Regions from separate parts of the Mus musculus genome. Here regions 1, 3, 4 and 5 are each linked to region 2. The links are chromatin contacts, called in public Hi-C, HiChIP or PLAC-seq and Micro-C maps. All regions are on one chromosome and are shown on one strand. Each heading gives the region's core, a stretch centred on a gene start, on an enhancer-like site or on the middle of the called end of the contact. The rest is flanking DNA. Distances are from core to core; before and after follow the strand shown. Region 1 overlaps Nrg1 (neuregulin 1). Region 2 has its middle 150 kb from the start of 7420700N18Rik. Region 3 has its middle 120 kb from the start of Nrg1. Region 4 holds the start of Nrg1 (neuregulin 1). Region 5 overlaps Nrg1 (neuregulin 1).

The links. Hi-C and Micro-C count contacts between places; a contact is called where the count stands out from the background. HiChIP or PLAC-seq counts read pairs in DNA pulled down with a chosen protein or histone mark.
Region 1: a Hi-C map of adipose-derived mesenchymal stem cells shows a contact between it and region 2, with 4 times the contacts expected there. The contact joins two enhancer-like sites. A contact is called at or near these places in 11 of 484 Hi-C or Micro-C datasets (the C2C12 cell line, adipose-derived mesenchymal stem cells, embryonic fibroblasts and 5 more) and 6 of 115 datasets of contacts at active chromatin or transcription factors (the NIH/3T3 cell line, embryonic stem cells, epiblast stem cells and 3 more).
Region 3: an H3K27ac HiChIP or PLAC-seq map of stem cell-derived epiblast-like cells shows a contact between it and region 2, with 9 times the contacts expected there. The contact joins two enhancer-like sites. A contact is called at or near these places in 1 of 484 Hi-C or Micro-C datasets (the AML12 cell line) and 3 of 115 datasets of contacts at active chromatin or transcription factors (epiblast stem cells, extraembryonic endoderm stem cells and stem cell-derived epiblast-like cells).
Region 4: a Micro-C map of the HL-1 cell line shows a contact between it and region 2, with 2.4 times the contacts expected there. The contact joins the promoter of Nrg1 here to the enhancer-like site in region 2. A contact is called at or near these places in 6 of 484 Hi-C or Micro-C datasets (the AML12 cell line, the HL-1 cell line, the N1E-115 cell line and 2 more), 7 of 115 datasets of contacts at active chromatin or transcription factors (embryonic stem cells, epiblast stem cells, extraembryonic endoderm stem cells and 3 more) and 2 of 9 other capture datasets (adipose tissue and embryonic stem cells).
Region 5: a Hi-C map of adipose-derived mesenchymal stem cells shows a contact between it and region 2, with 4 times the contacts expected there. The contact joins two enhancer-like sites. A contact is called at or near these places in 7 of 484 Hi-C or Micro-C datasets (the HPC-7 cell line, adipose-derived mesenchymal stem cells, liver and 2 more) and 2 of 115 datasets of contacts at active chromatin or transcription factors (embryonic stem cells and epiblast stem cells).

Annotation. Positions count from the first base shown.
Region 1 is chr8:31,841,203-31,844,844 of GRCm38.p6, forward strand. All of the region lies in intron 2 of Nrg1 (neuregulin 1), which reads right to left. Among named protein-coding and RNA genes, the nearest start is that of Nrg1, 76 kb to the right of the region's middle. Within about 2 kb of position 1,634, at least 32 of the 459 cell types and tissues checked have an H3K27ac peak or open chromatin away from gene starts, as enhancers often do. A contact at or near this core is called in the C2C12 cell line, the NIH/3T3 cell line, adipose-derived mesenchymal stem cells and 1 more, where this site is marked.
Region 2 is chr8:31,519,027-31,522,829 of GRCm38.p6, forward strand. No RefSeq gene overlaps it. Among named protein-coding and RNA genes, the nearest start is that of 7420700N18Rik, 150 kb to the left of the region's middle. Within about 2 kb of position 2,030, at least 81 of the 459 cell types and tissues checked have an H3K27ac peak or open chromatin away from gene starts, as enhancers often do. A contact at or near this core is called in the AML12 cell line, the C2C12 cell line, the HL-1 cell line and 7 more, where this site is marked.
Region 3 is chr8:31,797,915-31,801,941 of GRCm38.p6, forward strand. No RefSeq gene overlaps it. Among named protein-coding and RNA genes, the nearest start is that of Nrg1, 120 kb to the right of the region's middle. Within about 2 kb of position 1,902, at least 28 of the 459 cell types and tissues checked have an H3K27ac peak or open chromatin away from gene starts, as enhancers often do. A contact at or near this core is called in stem cell-derived epiblast-like cells, where this site is marked.
Region 4 is chr8:31,917,517-31,921,431 of GRCm38.p6, forward strand. It overlaps Nrg1 (neuregulin 1), which reads right to left and starts at 1,327. Exons shown (of 10, transcript NM_001364423.1): 1 at 21-1,327. The coding sequence starts at 687. Gm33223 (a long non-coding RNA gene) reads left to right here and starts at 2,038. Exons shown (of 2, transcript XR_378857.2): 1 at 2,038-2,084; 2 at 2,683-3,915.
Region 5 is chr8:31,861,110-31,865,069 of GRCm38.p6, forward strand. All of the region lies in intron 1 of Nrg1 (neuregulin 1), which reads right to left. Among named protein-coding and RNA genes, the nearest start is that of Nrg1, 56 kb to the right of the region's middle. Within about 2 kb of position 1,937, at least 3 of the 459 cell types and tissues checked have an H3K27ac peak or open chromatin away from gene starts, as enhancers often do. A contact at or near this core is called in adipose-derived mesenchymal stem cells, where this site is marked.

The sequences.
Region 1 (3,642 bases), core at 384-2,883, 320 kb after region 2:
ATAAAAATCTAATAACAAGTACCAGTACCTGGGGATTTCCTCCGCCAAGTAGAAACCTTTAGCACTGTTTGTCATGGAAAAGAGAAAGGACTATGATCATTTATGAGAAAGCCGATGACCTAACAGCTAAATTTTGTTATTTAAACACCAGATTACCTAGGATCCAATAAAACAGAACTGTGTTCTAATCAAGACTTTTGTCTTACAGTAGTAACAAAAATACTAAAATTTCTCAAAGGTACACTAGCCTTAAAAATGACACTTATTATAACACTATGCGTTCTTAATTTTACATAGTGCCTTAGGAGATCATTTCATTTTTAAGTCTATGTTAAGATAAATTCTAAGGAATGCCCAGAGTTGCTTTAGCTTAGAGTCCAGTTATGATTAATGTAGCCTTGTCCTTCCATGTGAGGTCCAGAGCTTTACTGTGGTTATAAGGTGCATGAATGTTAGCAGTTAGTAATCCCTAACAATTTTCTATAATCTTTCCAACCAGGAGAAATAGCAATTATAAATCACTCATTAAATTAATAAACATAGTTGAATCCTTATGAAAAGCAGTTGAATAGTGATAATACTCCACAAATGATCCAGCACATTTACTAAGGATTCATTCATAGATGCATGTGTTTTGAGAATCAGTTTATGAACACTCTAGACATACTCAAAGATATTTACAAATTCCCAAGAAAGATCTGGTTCTATAGGGTTCTGGCCAATTTTATAAACTATTTATCAGTTACAGTCAACTTGTAAGCCATCTTTAGACATCTTCCTTCCTTTGTTTCCTGGTTTCATCTTTGTCCCTGGAGAACAGTGGAGGGAAGAAACCTGATGGCCAGTATTCTACTCATTAGTCATCACTCCGCAATGAAACATTTGGCCAGTTTTTAAAATACCCTGTCAGGAAGAATAACATGTCTTCTTCTTTAGTACTAACTGTGGCATCTCCTTTTACACTGTAAAACATGTGAACTTATCTATCTACTTGGTGTTGATATTTACAAACATAAAGTTATGAAAATGTCAACAAACCCATTCTGGGAAATAGTGACTTGTTCTGCTTGCTGTCAAAGCCTCCTGCTGTTTCTCTGGATTGCCCATGGATGCCGCACTCAGACTTCTGGGTTGCTTTGCTGTAGTATCACATTGCAAACACAGACATTGTTCACCCTGTAGCTGGCTTGGTATTCCAGCCAGAGCTCGCCTACTCACTGGCTGAGTATCTGCATTGTAGATTATTTTTCTTTTCCCAAATGTATTGTTACTATTAGTCTGCATTTTTCGAAGATGAATCTTATTCTGTTATCAGCCTTTAAGTGAAAATACTTGAGGCTTATATGTGTTTTTCTAATTTGTGTTTTAGTGTCCTTTACAGTGTCATCTGCAAAAGCCATTTGTTTCCTCAAGAGGATGCCCTTCTTAACATCATTAAAGAAAAATACTAAATAGAAAACATTCCAATAATGTTTCTTTCAGATTTAGCCTATACCTCCCATTACTGCTCAGCTGGCATATGCCTCCCCCTTCTTTTATTATGACCCTGGGACTAACTTCTAGTCCATGAGATAACAGAATACATATAGCGGCCTCATAGGTCTCATGAGTCAATACTGAGGTAAAGTACAAATCACACACTGGCTCTCACACGTGCTTCCTCACTAACAGTGAGTGTGGCATGTTTAGGAACACATCTCTCCTTGCCAGAGCCTTAGGCCTTACCAAACACTAAGCTTGTACTGTTTCCAGTGAAATGCTTACTCCGAGACTATAACACTCACCAGCGTTTATACAACTCGAGGCATCCTTAAGTCAAGGCAAAGGACCTCGCCATGTTACAGTGACACATGACATACTGGCTGCTCATCTGTGGTCTGTCAGTCTTCCCTTCGAAGGCTCTGAGGCACTATCTCATTCTTTCTGTGCTAACAGACCTGTTTGATGATGAGACATCTAAATGGGTTTCTTCTAAATTATTAAGTCGAAATATTTTGAAACTGCATTTTTATTTAACATAGACAGTCTGAAGGTGGTAGCTTCATACTTTCTGTCCCTCTACAAAACCTTCGTCTTTTATTCCTTAAGGACCTAGACATAATCTTAGGTCCTAATGTCTTCATAGTACTTGGTGCATCAATAATTGATTATTAAATCGATGGCTTGAAACATGGGTATTATGTTCACTGGCCCTTGTCTCCTGAAGGAAGAGGTCAGTGTGGTTTTGTTCATCCCTGGATGCTCAGCATGAACTCAGGCCTGCCTCGTGGGAACCTAATCAACACACATTGTTGCTAGCTGATGCAAGAGACGTGTATGTAGAGAGAGTTTAGCCAATGTTCTAATTCTAGACAGAACTGCACTTACATTGGTCCCTACAGGACTTTTTTTCAGACTATACTAGGAAGTCAAAATCTAAATACATTCACAAATACTAAGAGTGCTAGGATTCTCTGCACAGAAGAAAAAACTGAAGACGTGGGCGTCTGAAGAACTCAGTGTCTATATTCTTAAGAGTCCCATCAATTTCTCTCACAACTTCTGTTTCTGATAAATATGATGGCACCCAAGAACAGAGAAGTTCCCTATAAGAGAACACTCTCCTGCAAGTGGAATCAGCATGGCATTTACAATGTTCTAAAACTCCAATGGATTCTCATCATGCCTGTTTATGTCAAGTCATCTACTGATAAATAGTGTAGATATCACCACTGCTACCATCCTGACAGTATTTTGTGAAACTTTAGCCTTAAGCTAGTATGGCTGACTCTTTCTTTGTATCTTACTTAGCCCCTGGGTTTCCCTATCATGTGTAGCTAAGCATATTCTTGTGTTCATGGTTTTATCTTCCTGGTTCTCAAAGTTACTCTGGCTCCTTCTTAGCTTTCACACTACCCAAAGATTCCTGCTCAGCTTATAGAACATGTACCTAGATGCACTACTGAACAGAGGTTTTTGTTTTCTTTTGTTTCTATTTTTGTGTTGTTGTTGTTGTTGTTGTTGGTTTTTTGTTTGTTTGTTTTTTATGTTTGTTTCACTTCGTGCAGTGGAGGTGCTATTCTGGGGAGGCACATCACCATCTTCATCCTCATATCCAGATCCTAACTTTTAGTGTTTGTGTGTGTATTTATAAGAAGGCATAAGGATGGGTATACGCTACAAAACTAGGTAGAAGATCATGGGATCAAGAGGAGTAAGAAAGGGCAGGGGTCAGGGTAAGGGTAGATGTGTTATGAAAGAAGAAAGGTGCTACTCGGGTAGAAGACAGAATATGGGGAAGGAGGAGAGAGAAGGGACAGGAAGGAGAAGTGACAAAGGTAAATTGTTTAAAAATGCTATACTGAAACATTTTTTGGTATGTCAACAATAAAGGAAAGGGAAGAAGAGAAAAGATTTTTTTCCTGCCTGTTCAAAGGTAACCTAGTATACTGGAAGAACTCTGTACACAAGAGCTACATGCGTAAATGCTTCTCTACTTCTAGTCCTGTCTTTCCCTTTAAATTCTAATTGCCTTAGAAGTCAGCACTGTGCTATTTGGAACATATTTGCTCCCTTGCAGAGCTTAGTTGCTTAGCAATTTCATGTCTTCACACATGCTAAGCTTATATCTGCCTTGTGTTATTATCAATGTTTTAAAAGGAC
Region 2 (3,803 bases), core at 780-3,279:
AGAAAATTAAAATGGCTGGGGGTGGGGGGCAGGGGGTGGTATTTTAAAGATTGTCCACTAGATGGCATTATGAGCCTATCAGAATTATTTTAACTGAATATTTAGTCACCAGTTAAATACTAGTTAACTAAAGAAAGATGTTAGTGAATGGCCATCACTAAAAAGAACACCATCAAGAAAGTTGCTAATCCCATTTGTTCGGGTACATGTTAAATGTAGCAACAAGTGCAACAATTATGCTAAAAGGAAGCAACAAAAAACCCTATTTAAGGACAGCCTTGAAAGCAATCCCTCCTGTAAGCATGGTAAGTGTCGAACTCTAGCAAAAGAACAAGGTCTTACAATAAAATGTCAATCATGTTTTACATAAATAACTAAAAATCCTTTTTACCAAACTGAATTACACAACGTCTTCATGAGTGACTCCAGGAGAACTTAAATGCACGTGTCAACAAGCAGGATTAAGCGTGGCTTTGAAAGGAGGTTGGATAGGATGGCAATGACAAAATCATTTTGGGTTTAAATGACAGTTTTCTTATTCGGTTGTCTTTTGGGGGCGACTGTTGGAGGCAAAAATACTTGCATACAATTTAGGAAGTAAGAATAAACTCATTTGCTTTTGATTCTTATGACATAAACTAACTCATCTTGGACCCCAGACATGCTGATGCTTTCATGAGGGCCGTGTTTACCCACCTTCAACAGTTTTCAACCAGTTCTATTTTCCTTCCAATAACATAATTTATCCTAACATTTCTCTTCCTATTTCCTTCAGTTTTGCTCATTCCTATGGTATTAATGGTTCAACATATGGTTCAACTTAAAGTTTTGTGCTTTATGGTCATGCTAAAGGGATTAGTCGTTCAGGGAAATTATACTTTGAATTTTGACCTTTTCCTGGGCTTGTAATATATTCTTTGATACCCTTGTCTTGGGCAACAGCAGTGAGCTACAGTCAGCCATGCCATCCTGAGGGTAAGCTATCAATATTCCACCATGAATTGTGTTGCTTTCCTAAGAATGCATGGTTGAAGTGTTACCTGCATCGTTGAGCTCATAATAGTCTTAATAGGAGAATCTTCCATGTAAGTCAAACATCTGTATATGAAAGAATGATATTATCCTTTATTTATTTTCTTGAGAAAGACGGTACCTAGGTGAGCACCTCACATAGTCATTCTTTTTAGATTCTGGTTATCACAGATTTGAAATGATTTACAGCACAATAGCTTTCAAAGGAATCGCTTCACAAGTGTGAAATAGACTTTCCATTAGTAATTATTTAATGATTTTTCTAAATATGTGTCTGATAAAGAAAAAAAAATTACTTTCAAATGGCCAGTAAGTCTTGGGAAAGAAGAAGAAAAAAAACCAAAACCTCAAGCCATAACATATCTTAATCTCATCCAAAGTAAAGAAAAACTCAAACAAGTCAGGCTATATAAGAGAATTAGGAAAGTTTTACTCTGTTAAAGTTTTGGTTTCAAGTAGAAAGGACTGTGGGCCCCAAGGGGTACTCACAGGAAGACTAACAGTCAACTAACCTAGACCTTTAGGGTTCCCAGGGACTGAACTACTAACCAGAGAGGATACATAGGCTGGACCTAGGCCTTCTTGCACATGTGTAGCAACTGGAGCAGGGGCTCTCCCAAAAGCTGTTGCCTGTCGGCGGGTGGGATATGTTCTACTAGCTAGGCTGTCTTGTCTAGGTACAGTGAGAGAGATTGTGTCTAGCCCTGCAGAGACTCAAAGTGCCCGGGGTAGGGGGTTACGGGGGTGGGGGGTGGGTGCAGTATTCACTTAGAGGGGAAGGGGATGGTGGAAGGATTGTGGAAGGGGCTGACCAGAGGTGGGCAGTGATCAGGATGTAAAGTGAATTAAAAAAAAAAGTTTCAAATGTTACTTCCCAGATTGTGGAATTCAGTCCTCTCTGTTAATTAATAAACAGACAGCATTTGAAGTCATGCCACTCTCCCCAAATCAAAGGTCAAGTAGAACATTCACCTTCAGGTTTCAAGAGTTGACTCATGCTGGCTAACGTGGCCAGGGTACAGAATGGTAGGAGAGATGGCTTTCTACCTCCCACCAGTCATGTGAGTAGCGAGTCACTCCATTCTGGCTCTGGAGAGCTCTCTAGGTGTCTGAGTCAGACTTCTTAACCAATGGCATTCAGAGAAACTCAAGCTGCCCCTTTTAATTCAGTAGGAGAGAAAAAATGTGTGGAATGTTATTTGCCAAACTGTGACCTCAATTCAGACAACATGCCTGGGCAGGTAAGGCAGGCTCTAGCATCTGGTAGCTTGAAGCATTAAGGGTGTACTTAGCAGTTCTAACATTTCAAACACAGAAGTACTTGCTGTAAGAAAAGAGTCTCTCCTGTGCTGATAAGGATAGCATACAATGGAATTATTATATATTTTTTTAAAATAACCCAGCCCAGCAAAGTATGTGCTATCAAATAACATCTTTTCTAACAAGTGACAAATCTTGTCTTTGAGAACAGGTTTGCAGGTAGCTTGGAGAGAACAAAGAATGACTTCAGAAATTTGAAGAGTTGGAAAAGTGAACACTCTGGGTCTAAAATCCTGTTTATTGTTATTATTTTAAAATTTAGTTTTCCACACTTTTCCTGACTGAGCTGAGGGCAGACTGAGGGGCTGTTCTTGTGATTCTGTGATTTGACACCATTGTGTGTCTTCTCACAAAAGGATCATTCGCTGACAACACAGCCAGGTCGACTCTAAGCTTGGTGGGCTTTGGTGGGACCTGGCACACTTTACCTGGATTTTCACACATGAGGATGCTTAGATCTAAGAGCTGGGCTTTTGCGTCATTTTCTGTTCAAAGAAATTCCAAAGATCAGTTAAATTTATCCAATTGATATTGAAAATGGAATCTCATGCACTGTTTAAAAAAATCATCCAATGCTCTAGAAATAGATGGATTATTTTTCTTAAAGTAAAATTTATTTCGTTTGTGGTAATTGGCTGAATATAAACACGAGGAAAGACTGAAGGGAGTCCTTTCTGCATGAAAACTATCTATGGAGATTAACTTAGTCTCTGTCTTCTTCAATGTTAGAAATACCTTTGGACCAACACTGTAAGATGGGAGTTTTAGGTAAAAAGGAAAACTTTACAGATAAAAATCTGTGTCTTCGCCACAGCTACTCTTTAACTTGGAAATGTGTAGCAGCCTCTAGAGAAAGCTAGTTGGAAACTCTATGGTGTCCGCTTTAAGTCCTTCAGTGGCATGTCACCATAAAATGTCAAGTGAAGCTTTTATCACAGGTGGAGAATTTGTTAGCCAGCGCCAGAATGTTAACACAGGCGATGTCATAAAAACAAGAGGAGAGGGGCTTTCCTCAAAAGATTCAGTCATAACAAGCCATGATATAACTTTGAACTCTACTCCAAACCAGCTATATGTGATAAGCTACATATGGTATCTCACATGTATAGACTATATAGCCTTTATATAAGAATAGTTCTATATTTTTTTTGTATAAATTTGGAGAAGATTTGGGAGATAATTCCTTCTCTTATTCAAAAATGTTCTTCCAACCTAAAATTAGCTGACCAAACTGTGACTTTTCTTCCTTACAAAATTAGAAATTTGACTATTTATATTATAAGCTCCTCCCCCCCTTTTCTTACCAAACCCAACAATAAAATTTGAAATCCCATTTCATCTTTAAAGAGGATCCAGGATCAGGAGACAAAATGAACTCAGACAAGCCTGATTGTGGGAAAGAGCCCCAGCTTTGCCTTTGGGAAAGCCCTAACCTACTCAGGCGCCAATTT
Region 3 (4,027 bases), core at 652-3,151, 280 kb after region 2:
AATTTTACTTGGGGACTATATAAGAAAATATAGAGTATGTAAATATCTTGCAGATGGCAAGGTCATAGTGAAGCATTTGTGTTGAGAGTTTTGTTTCTTCTTCTTTCCCTCTGAGTGCCAAGTGTAAACCTCCCAGGAACAATGATGTTCACAAAACACCTCTATCAATATTACACCAGGAAAAGAGGACTTCTGTGTAAAGACAGCATTGAGCATCTTCTAGGATTCTACATATATCAACAAAGTTAATTATGTCTCAAATGAACATTGTACTTTATGGACAAGATTCCCCTATTCCTATTATCCATGTTACAATATATGACCCACAGAGATTTGGAAGAGGTGAGAGCACAGGTCATCTGGGGGGAATATCAGGAATTTTCACAAATAGTTAACCACCAAACTGTCCTACATTCTCTAAGGAGGACCACTGTCCTTTACAAAAACAACAACAACAAAAAAAAAAACCAAAAAATCCTAACAATGTTCATCTCAACTTTCCAGGAAGAATATTGATGTCAGAATTTGGAGATCCTAACATTATGTGAATTATTCTCAATATTTCCCATCATAGGAAAGATCATGTATGCCTCTGGCTTGCTATTCTTTTTGGCTTCACACATTGGGCACAACACTTTCTGATGGGGATCTGATCTCACTTTGCAGGATACAAACTGGTCTTCCTACTGCTCAAGTAAGACTGTAACAATGGCAGTACCAAAAGACATACTAATAAAGAAAAGGAAACACCTACCATCTGGATGCTGCTACATCAATTCTTTTTTTTTTTTTTTTTTTTTTTTTCTTTTTTTTTTTTTTTTCCATTTTTTATTAGGTATTTCGCTCATTTACATTTGCAATGCTATACCAAAAGTCCCCCATAGCCACCCACCCCCTCTCCCCTACCCACCCACTCCCCTTTTATGGCCCTGGCGTTCCCCTGTACTGGGGCATATAAAGTTTGCGTGTCCAATGGGCCTCTCTTTCCAGTGATGGCCGACTAGGCCATCTTTTGATGCATATGCAGCTAGAGTCAAGAGCTCCGGGGTACTGGTTAGTTCATAATGTTGTTCCACCTATAGGGTTGCCGATCCCTTTAGCTTCTTTGGTACTTTCTCTAGCTCCTTCATTGGGGGCCATGTGATCCATCCAATAGCCGACTGTGAGCATCCACTTCTATGTTTGCTAGGCCCAGGCATACTCTGACAAGAGACAGCTATATCAGGGTCCTTTCAGCATAATCTTGCTAGTGTATGCAATGGTGTCAGCATTTGGAAGCTGATTATGGGATGGATCCCCGGATATGGTAGTGTCTACATGGTCCATCCTTTTATCTCAACTCCAAACTTTGTCTCTGTAACTCCTTCCAAGGGTGTTTTGCTCCCACTTCTAAGGAGGGGCATAGTGTTCATACTTCAGTCTTCATTTTTCTTGAGTTTCATGTGTTTAGGAAATTGTATCTTATATCTTGGGTATCTTAGGTTTTGGGCTAATATCCACTTATCAGTGAGTACATATTGTGTGAGTTCCTTTGTGAATGTGTTACCTCACTCAGGATGATGCCCTCCAGTTCCATCCATTTGGCCAGGAATTTCATAAATTCATTCTTTTTAATGCTTCCTTGGCCTTCAGGCCTTTTCTCCTGGGACTTCTGCTGTCGTGCCATGAATTGCTATGAATGTTTTGGTAACATTACCATATGCAGAGTAAAAAAAAAGTTTATGGTAAAAGAAAGGATAGCTTCCTTATATTTAGGTTTTAGTCTATTAAATAGAACCAGAAGAAATAATATGTTTCTATATTGTAAAAAAGACAACTGTTTTCCACTTTGTACTCTCAGTGTGTGAAGTACACAGGCATGTATTCATGCCATCCAGCTGGGAGATGGATCTAAATGAAGAGTGCCTCACTGCACTCAGACTTCCTTGCTCCTCTGTTGGGTAAGGACCCACCCCCCCATAGGTCAAACTCTTGTTGCCAGGCAACTTCTTCCTTCAGAAGGAGAAAAATCCCCAGAGGACCCTCATTCCATATGCAAACAGGCTTCTGGCAGCTGCTCCCACCAATTCCATAAACATGCCTGGGCATGCCTGAGTCTTTCTTATGGCCAAATTCAGACTCCCTATTACACTAATTGAAAAGACCAAAGGTAATTCTGTCTATTTTTCATTAGTGAGATCCGATGACATATTAGATACACACTAAAAGAACAATACTGTACTATTATCATCTATCTTCATTTAGAGAGCCATCTACCCCACTTCTTGCAAGGACATCTTTTGCCACTCATCTTGGGTAAAACTAGCATAGGTGAAAATGTAGATATTTTTTAATCCCAACCTAGAATTCCCACCTGGCCTTTGTCTATTCAGTTCCAGAATAAAAGACAAACACAACCTTAAAATTTACAATAAGCCTTAAACAGCAGATACCCACCCTATATGCTACTAGAATCTACTTTTCTGTAGATAACCCCGAGTTATTACTATGTTTCATCTGGGCTGCTCTTAACTCCAATTGGCTAGCCCTCAGAGCCATGTAGCCCTCAGAGCCATTTTTTTATGGCTCACCTAACCTATGGTGGCTCTCTCCTCCAGTCACCTTCTTCTTTTTCTCATGGTTCTCTTCAGACCAAAAGTCTGGGAAACCTAAACCCTATCTATGTCTCTTCTGCCCAGCTATTAGCTGTTGCTGTATTTATTCACCAATCAGAAATAGCTTGGAGGCAGGGTCACACAGGTCTCTGTGCAGACTCTAGGTCTTGGGAGCCTGCATTTAGCATTACAATAAACAGCAAGACCAAACCTCAATGGAAAAATCTTGGACAGATTAAATTGTTTTCTTTTCTGGAGCCTTAGCTACAGAGACCTACAGTGGCACAGTATTTATTAAGAACATCCAAAGCTCCAGGCACTGCTAAATGTAAAGGTCATAGGGGATTGCAGCCTAACTCCTAACTTCTATTCTCAAAGCCCTGAATGTCAGCCATAAGTTGAAGCATAATATTAGAGTAGATGTGTCCTGTCCTGAGGTGCTCCATATGGTAAGTACTGACTGTTTATTGTCAAACTAACACAAACCTAGACATATCTGAAACAAGGAACCACAACTGAGAAAATGCCTCCACCATATTGACTTATGGGAAAGCCTGTGGGGCATTTTCTTGACTAATGCTTGATATGGAAGGGCCCAGCCCACTGTGGGTGATGCTACTCTTGGGCGGGTGGTTCTGAGTTGAATGAGAAAGCCAATTGAAGGAATTGTGGGGAGCAAGACAATAAGGAGAATTCTTCCATGGCCTCGGCTTCAGTTCCTGCTTTCAGATTCCTGCTCTGACTTCCCTCCATAAAGGATTGTAAGCTGTAAGGTAGAATAAACCCTTTCCTCCCTAGGTTGATTTTAGTCTCTTATTTACAGCTAATAGAAAGCACGCTGAGACACTATATAAAACAGTGTTTTCTTAGGTTTGTTGTTGTTGTTATTGTTTAAACTTTGCCTTGCCCTGAAAGGCTCCAATTTATATTGCAGTTTTTGACTGCGTTTTGATTCTGTGTATGTGGGTGGACACAAAAATAGCATGGTCTGTCTGGCACCATCCATAAGGCACAGACTGTTAACATATTCCTGGAAATAGAAAGAGTACCATGCTACACATCTATCAGGATAAATTCAGAACATAGAGGTACACGGGTGTATTAAAATCATATCAGACAACTCAAGCCTGGGACAAAACTTATCGGCTGCAGCAGACCAAGGAAAAGGTGTAATGCTTACATCAGAATCTCATAAGAGAAGGACACTTAGCACAAGCATGGTCACTACCCGACCTTCATCTCAACATCCAGTTTGTGTGTTAAGGCCCAACAGGCAGAAATCCTTGACTTGTCATGGGTTTCAGCTTGGCTTTGTCCCCTCTGCTGATGTGGTCCTACTCGAATTACCATCTTCCTATCCTCCTACTCACCCATCTGGACATGCCACCTATCCATCTGCTGATTCATTAGTCTGGACCCAGTCCTGACATTCA
Region 4 (3,915 bases), core at 77-2,576, 400 kb after region 2:
TTCTTTCTCTCACTACTTACAAAGTTTAGGAGCAGTTTGCAGATTAGTTTCTGTTGTTTGTGGCTGAGTTCCTGACTTGGGTGTTCTCACCTCAGGGGTCCGAGCTGGAGAAGGGAAGGGCGGTGGAGTGGAGTGTAAGGGAGGAAAAGCAGACAGCCGGTTCTTCCGGGTGGGTACTGCGGAAGGTTCAGAGGCCACAGCGACATGGTCACCTTGCCCTGTAACATGAGCCTCGGCTTCAGACTGAGCCTTAGAGACAGGTGAAGTGTATGCCTCGGATGAGACCAGAACAGCGGAGGCAGCCGTTGGATCCAGAGAAATAACAGGGTCCTGGCCTAACCCCCCAGGGTCAAGGTGGGTAGGAGAGTCGTATTCGAATATCTTGTCCACAAATACCCACTTTAGGCCAGCAATGCAGAGGCAGAGGCTTACTAGACAAGCCAGAATGGGAACAATGCAGATCTTCTCGGAGTTGAGGCACCCTCTGAGACGCTCCGCTTCCAGGCAGACACAGCAGGGCACGGCCAGGCCCAGGAGTCCAGGGCTTCTCCCATCTTCTGTGTGGGTGTCTGGCATATGTTCCGCTGCCGGAAGCCCATCGAGAGATGGGTCTGCACTCAGCTGAGTGGAGGGGCTGGAGGACCTCCCGCCAGCTCCCTCAGACATGTCTGGGGGATAAATCTCCATCCGGATCACCTCCAGAAGGCCCGGCCTCTCTCACAGTGCATTACCATGCAGAGCTCCCCCCAACCAAATGATACAGCATCTTGAAGGGGGAAATCGATAAGGCACCCAAGTCCAAGGCCATTATCCAAAGTAAGAGAGCTTAAGAGGAAGCAAGAAAAAGATAAAAAAAAAAAAAAAGGAAAAAAAAAAAAAGAAAAAGAAACGAAAAAGGAAGGGCTTCTAGCAACTATGAAATAGAAGTGTACCGAAATATCTTGAGCTGTTGTTTCTGGGACACTTTTTCAGTTCTTTCAAAGGCTTCTCCAAACCATCCCGGTTGGTTCAAGAAGGCAGGGGACCAAAAGAGGAAGCAAGCTGATGCCTAGCTGATTAAGTAAACCAGTATCCCAAACTGAAAGGCATGTTTCTCACCTCAAGCGTCTGAAGCTGGTGTCTGCTTAGAGGAAGAAAACAACTGTCATGCAGGAGAAGTAAAAGCAAAAGCAAGACCAGAGGAGGCGGCGGCAGCAGCAGCGGCGGCGGCAGGAGGGGCAGCAGCGACAGTAGCAACAGCATCCTGTCGTGTTAACGCAGCGGCTGAAAGAGGCTGAATCATTACAGAGCAGCAGGTGCCTGCCCTCTGAGCATCACGGCAAACAGTACCATTGCACAAGGATGCGAGGGCAGGAGGAGCCAGGAGGGGCGGTAACTCCCTTCCCCGCCCTGCCTCCACCCCCACCCCCAACCACTCCTCTTTGTCCTTCTTGCGCTCAGTCACTTTTTCCTCTGCAATCTTCCTTCTTCATAGCTTCTTTCTCTTCTTCCCTCCTCCTCCTCCTAAAGATATATTCTCTCTCTCTCTCTCTCTCTCTCTCTCTCTCTCTCTCTCTCTCTCTCTCTCTCTCTCTCTCTCTCTCTCTCTCTCTCTCTCTCTCTCTCTCTCTCTCTCTCCCTCTCCCTCCCTCCCTCCCTCCCTCCCTCCCTCCCCTGTGCCCCGCACCCCCAGTCCCCACTCTACTGCTAGCTGGTCTCTAATAAGTACAGTATACCCAGCAACGCAGGTCCGCCAGTGAGTTCCTATTTTATCCAATTACAAGGAATAAAGGCCAGAGAAAAGAGAAGCAGCCGGGAACCAGCTAAACTGGGTCTCCCCCGGCCTCCTCCCCCCCCCCCCCTTCTAATTTCCCTCTACCAAAGCAGGCCCCAGTCTCCCATCCCACACTCCACCTTGCTTGCTTTCAGTCTTGCTGGCTCTCTCCTCTTCACCCACTGTGGGGTCAGAAAAAGCCAGGGATCGATGATGCTAGCAATCTAACAAAGCTGGGATGGAGGGGGATGGGGTGGGGGGTGGAGGTGGGGACCTTCTGGGTTAGACCTGAGGCTTGGCAAAGTCTGATCTCTGACTCCTCCCCAGAGAGGTAGGCTTTTCAACAGCAATTTCTTCCTGCCTGCTGTTCAGCGGCATTCCTTCCTTCCGTAGCCAGTTCTCTAATAAGTTTTGTTCACTAACAGGACTCTTATTACCCGGTTTTCAACCAGCAGTTAGAGCACTGTTTCTAAACCATGGACAGCTCTGCCTTCTTCCTTCAGCCACCTTCTTGTGGCTAAAGACTTTTTCAATGCTCAGAGCGAAATGCTGAGTGTGTGCGGGGGCGGGGCGGGGTGTGAGGGGGGGTGGGGGAAGGGGAAAAGTCCCGAGTGTCTTCCTGCTCTTTACATTTGAGTCCTCCTTATTCCATCCAGAGTAAGCTAGAATAATGTCAACCTAAGAGGAACACTTACGCTATCTACCGCTTCATTTTCAAATTAGCCTTTCATGTTGACTCCACACTGCAGAGGAGGCTTGAATTCCCTGGGCACTGTAATACACACCACATCTCCTCAGCTATAATCGCACTGCCAGTATTGAGAATTTTCAATCAGAGCGTGCCTTGTGGATTAGGTTTCAGAAACTGTGATTTACAGATAGCTTCCATGCTGATTTTTGTTTGTTTGTTTGTTTGTTTGTTTGTTTAGAAACAGGACTTGAAGTACTGGAAGAAATGGAAGAAACTCACTGTAAGAGAGAGCACAGGCTCCAGGGAACATTCCGTGGTGTTCCAGTGTCTGTCTGTGCATCTGAACATTTAAGCCACTCTTCCAAGGAACCAAATGACTTCCAAGGAACTGTGTCCATAGGGGAACTCTTACAAACTCTCTCGAAATCCAGACAACATCGTCATCCCATGCAGACCCAGGGCAGTGACAGGCAATGCTCAACTCTTAAGAAAATCTGCAATTCATTTTATGCAGGACAATTCTACTGTTTTTGAAGTATATTTATTTAAGCCTTTTCACATGCCAGGAGGTAAGAATATTATAATTTCCTTCCAGATGAAATTACTCCACAATTATGAATGATTCAAAGAGCATTAGTATCTTAAACTATGTTTTCTGTCCTACCACTGCCACCAACAAAAGCCTGGCTGGATTTGCATGATTGCAACCAGGATTATGACAAGCTCACAGGCACAAATGAGTCATCGGAAGTTCACCTCTACACAACCTGCATGTGTATGCACCAGTATTTTGAAATGGTTCATGTGATCATTTTCTCGCTTCATTTACTTGATTTTGAGAAAATGAGAGTTTTCTTAACAAAGATTCTAGTGATGGACATGAAGTTTTTTAGAGCGAGAAATCCAAATACCAAATACCAAAGCACTTGATGCTTAAGATTTTAGTTGCCAATATTTATGTAAATTTTCAAATAAAAATAGCATCTTGACATACTCAAGGATTATAGTTTCCTCATGGATTACCATGTCTGCTTTCAAACCTTACATTCAAGGACTGAACAGGGAGCTTATCCATAGCCAAGGTCATTTAAATGTCAAGGACTGGGTGGAATCAGGTAGCTACAAGCCTGGCAGGTGTGAGGGAACACCAAGGACATAACCCTCAGCTCTGAAAAGGTGTTATGTCACTCCCACCGATAGCAATTACCTGCTTTACCTCAGTCACAGAAAAGGCTGCTGGCTCATTCTCTAGTTGTCATATTAACCTTAATCACAGGGAAGGTGGCTGCCGAATCAAGCTGTCTTATTTAAAACCCTTGTCACTTACAAGGAAAATGATCCTGTTACCCACAGGCTAGGACAAAACACCAAAGAGGGACTAGACTCCTAGGACTGTAACAACTATCCTAGGGATCAGATTACAAGAGTCAGACTTTAGGATGTATGCCCCCCTCCTTGGATGTGCATCTTG
Region 5 (3,960 bases), core at 687-3,186, 340 kb after region 2:
GTTCAGTTCCCAGCTCATACCTTAGTTCCCAAACAGTTTTGGAAAAGTCAGGTATGCTCAGTCCAAGTCAGCCATCTATTCAAAAACACTGAAAATAATAACAAATAATTTATCTATATCTAGTAGAATCTGCATTTCTTCTTCAGCTCACATAGGCTTGGAAAAACCTTTTGTGTCCACTGCTTTATTTATGGGAGAGCTCAGGTTTGGCAGTGAGAGTTGGGAGGGAGGTCCAGACAGTATCTAGTAACCACCATAACCAGGAAACTTGGGAATAATTTGTACTACAAAGCCCTCTAAAGAAGAACACAGACTACACGTATGCTCTAGTAATGTTTCTAAGCAAAATAGAAAGTCTTACCAGGAAAACAGGACTGTCAATAAGAAATTAGACCTCTGTCTCTATTCTGATTTCTATGTAACATCTCCACGAAGAATCCTTACTTCTGCTGGGCAGTGGTGGTGCACGCCTTTAATTTCAGCATTTGGGAGGCCAAGGCAGGTGGATTTCTTAGTGAGATTAAAGAACAGTTACCAGATAGGTGTGAGGAGAACTCACAGAAATCCTTCCTTGCTCTTTCAGACCCTTTACGATTAGAAAAGGTCATCGGACTTTATCAGGTGTATACATGGGCTTATGTAGCTCAAGTTTGGGGAAACTAATTCTCCACTTGTTAGCACTCTTCATATGCACATCGTTAATGTGCGTGTGTGTGTGTGTGTGTGTGTGTGTGTGTGTGCCTGTCTCTGTGCGTGCATGCTGAAGTATGGCTTTCCTTTAAAAATTCAAACTAGTCTGAAACCCTTTGTCTGAAAGTTGACTCATTCATTAATTCAATCACTCATTCATCCATCCATCCATTTTTATGGAAGAAATGACAAGGGCTGATGTATTCATTGGGGAATATGGGTACAAGCTACTTTATCCATAACTATCTCAGCATACATAGAACAAGTTACTGTCCTACAAGTAGGACAACACCAAAGACATTCCAGAACCTTCCAATTTTTGTTTTCTGAATTTTTATTTGTTTAATTCTAGTAAGTAGATAATAATTCATCACTAACCCAAAAATAATTTTTAGCTAGAGAAACCTAGGTAGTATATTTGACAAACTCACAGGAACTGCTACAGACCATATGGTCACATACATTTAAGAGCATTCTTACAAATAGGAGAGAAGAAAAAGAGCAAGAATCCCTCTGTCATTAGCCATGGTGAAGAAAGTAGAGGGCCAGAAGGATGGTGGCTATGTGAAAAGTTGGTACTTCTTAGTACATAGACAGTGAACATTAAGTTCAAGTCAGAATGTGAAAGGCAAGTCAGACTGTTAGCTTTTTTGGGTCAAAGGTTAGACATGCAGGAGAGAGATGCTGAAATAAGAAGGGCTTTTGGTACCCAGAGGAGGCTACTTCCTTCAGCTCGTCCCCCTCCCACCCCCCCTGTGAAATGAATACACAGTCTACAGAGGGCTGCTAGATTTGGAGCTCCTACAATTTGTGGAAAGTCACACATAGCTTCAAGTCTTGGTATGAGATTGAAACTTCCATACTAAACAGCAGCATATCAGCAAGGGCTACAGTAGAGTTGAAAATGTCAGGTGAAATGTCATCCATTAACCAGCAATGTGATCTACACTGCAGAATGGGTCTAGAGACAGGTAACCTAGCTACGCGTGTATGCAAAGGTCAAAAGACAGAAGGTGTGTGAGCAGGAATTACCCCTTTATAGTCTGAATAGTGAGACTCGTTCCAGCTGACAATGGTGACCATTCTAGTAACCCTGAGAAAGAAGTCATGAATGATCTAATGCTTAAGATAGGGGATACATCCAAGCCAATTAAATTTTCTATTTTTCTGTAACTAGACATTGCATGAGGTCAGAGCAAAGTTCCAGCTGTGCTTAGATCACAGAACCACAAGAGCAGAGGTCCAGACAGAAGGAATCTGCTGCTATCATGAGTTACTACATTGAGTGCTTAACCATGGCTACCCTGGCAGGCCAGGAATGTTTGATAATTCAAATAACAAAGAGAACAGACTCCGATGCTTAGCTAACTGACGACTTATGTGAGGGAGGCAAGAACAACGTGGTGGACAAGAGGACACAAAGAATCACCTTAGCGAAATTGACACGGCCCCTTTTGTCACTCAAGGTAAGAATTTACATGTAGACTTTCTAATTTACCAGGCATGACTTATTTTAAAAAGGCAAATTATTAAAAAATATTCAAAAATTGAAAAACAGGCACAGTTGCTGCCAAGTGGGGAGAGGTGTGCTAAGCTCTCTCCACTGTTCTCCCCCTCCCAAGTAAGAATGGTAAGTAATCCTGTCTGCCATTCTGTCAGAGACTATGATTTCCACTAATGATAACGTCCAAGGTGGAAATTCAGTTTACAGTGAAGGACTGTCCTGGTGAATTTGGATTGGACACTGTAACACCTCTTCTGCTCAAGGAACATGAACACACCAGTGAGATGTCTTGATTCTGTCACATGCTACAAATGAAATCTAGATAATAGGCTGCCTGGAATATGGTTTCTCCAAAGCACAGAAGGTTTCAACAATCAATGTCAGCATAGACTCTGGAAGAGAAACAAGAGGGAAAAGCCCACAGGAGGCTCACTCTTTAAGGCACCTGACATTCAAACATGAGTGAGGTGTTCTGTATGTTGTTCTAAACTATTCTGTTGTCCTAAGACAGACGGAATAGCCCGACTTATGCCAATAGTCACATTTCTAAGACAGAAACAACCACAGACTATATTCCAAGGTAAGCAAAGCCCTTTAAATAGGCTCATGAGCCCCTGTTTTAGTGGGCATGCTGTTTGCCACAATGTGCTAGCATTAAGGTAATCGTACAGCCAGGTCAGGAGGACAGGAAACTGGAAGTAAAGAAGGAAGTTACTTTGTGACTGCAAAGCTGGAGGAGTACTCTGGATCATCTTTTGTTTTAAGTGTTCCTCTCTACAGCACAAACACTTGAGATCTCAGCACTGGAGCTTAGCTTCGTGTCGTGACCATCCCGCCCCACAGTCGTCCAGCCTGCGCACACCAGCAGATCATGTCAGCTGTATTCGTGAAGGTGCAACTCTGACTCTCTTCCTGGTCCTCCACCTCCCTACTATAGAAGAAACATGCAAACGACATACAGCTGTGCAGTAAGACCACAACATTCTTTTAGCCAAGACAAACAAACAAAAGACAAAACAAAACAACCCCCCCAAAAAAAACTCATTAATAACTGTCCTGTGCCAGCTAGTGTACTGTTTTAAATAACAAATCCTCACAATAAACCATAGCAAAAAGAATGTTCCCTGATTTTTCACAGCTGAAGAAACTGAGGCTGAGGGGAATTAGATAGTATTAGGCTTATCCTCAGCAAGAAAAGAAAAGAAAAGAAAAGAAAAGAAAAGAAAAGAAAAGAAAAGAAAAGAAAAGAGAAAAGAAAAGAAAAGAAAAGAAAAGAAAAGAAAAGAAAAGAAAAGAAAAGAAAAGAAAAGAAAAGAAAAGAAAAGTAGAGGTTCTCCCCCAGGATACAATGGCGCACACATGGACTCCCAGCACTTAGGAGTCAGAGGTAGTACGTTTTTTAGTTTGAGGCCATATTGTACCAGAATGTGTCCAAGGCCAGCCTGCCCTCCAGAGCAGGGCCTCCTCTCCAACAAAACAAAACAAGTAGAAACCAACAAACAATAAAGAAGATGAATTCCATCCAAGGCAGTTCATGCCAAGGCTCATCATGTATCCATTAATGGATTCTGGCTCACGATAGTTATTTCATAACTACATCCATGACCTTGTAGTAAAAACAAGCAAATGACAGAAAAAGCGGAGCTCTTTTTCCTCCCCCACGTCTATGTAGATCATGTTCTTCCATCTCAGCCAGGGATTTATAGTTAACATCTCCTTGGTTTCTAAACCATATTTTCGGAGAACGAGACTTAAAGTCTATTACT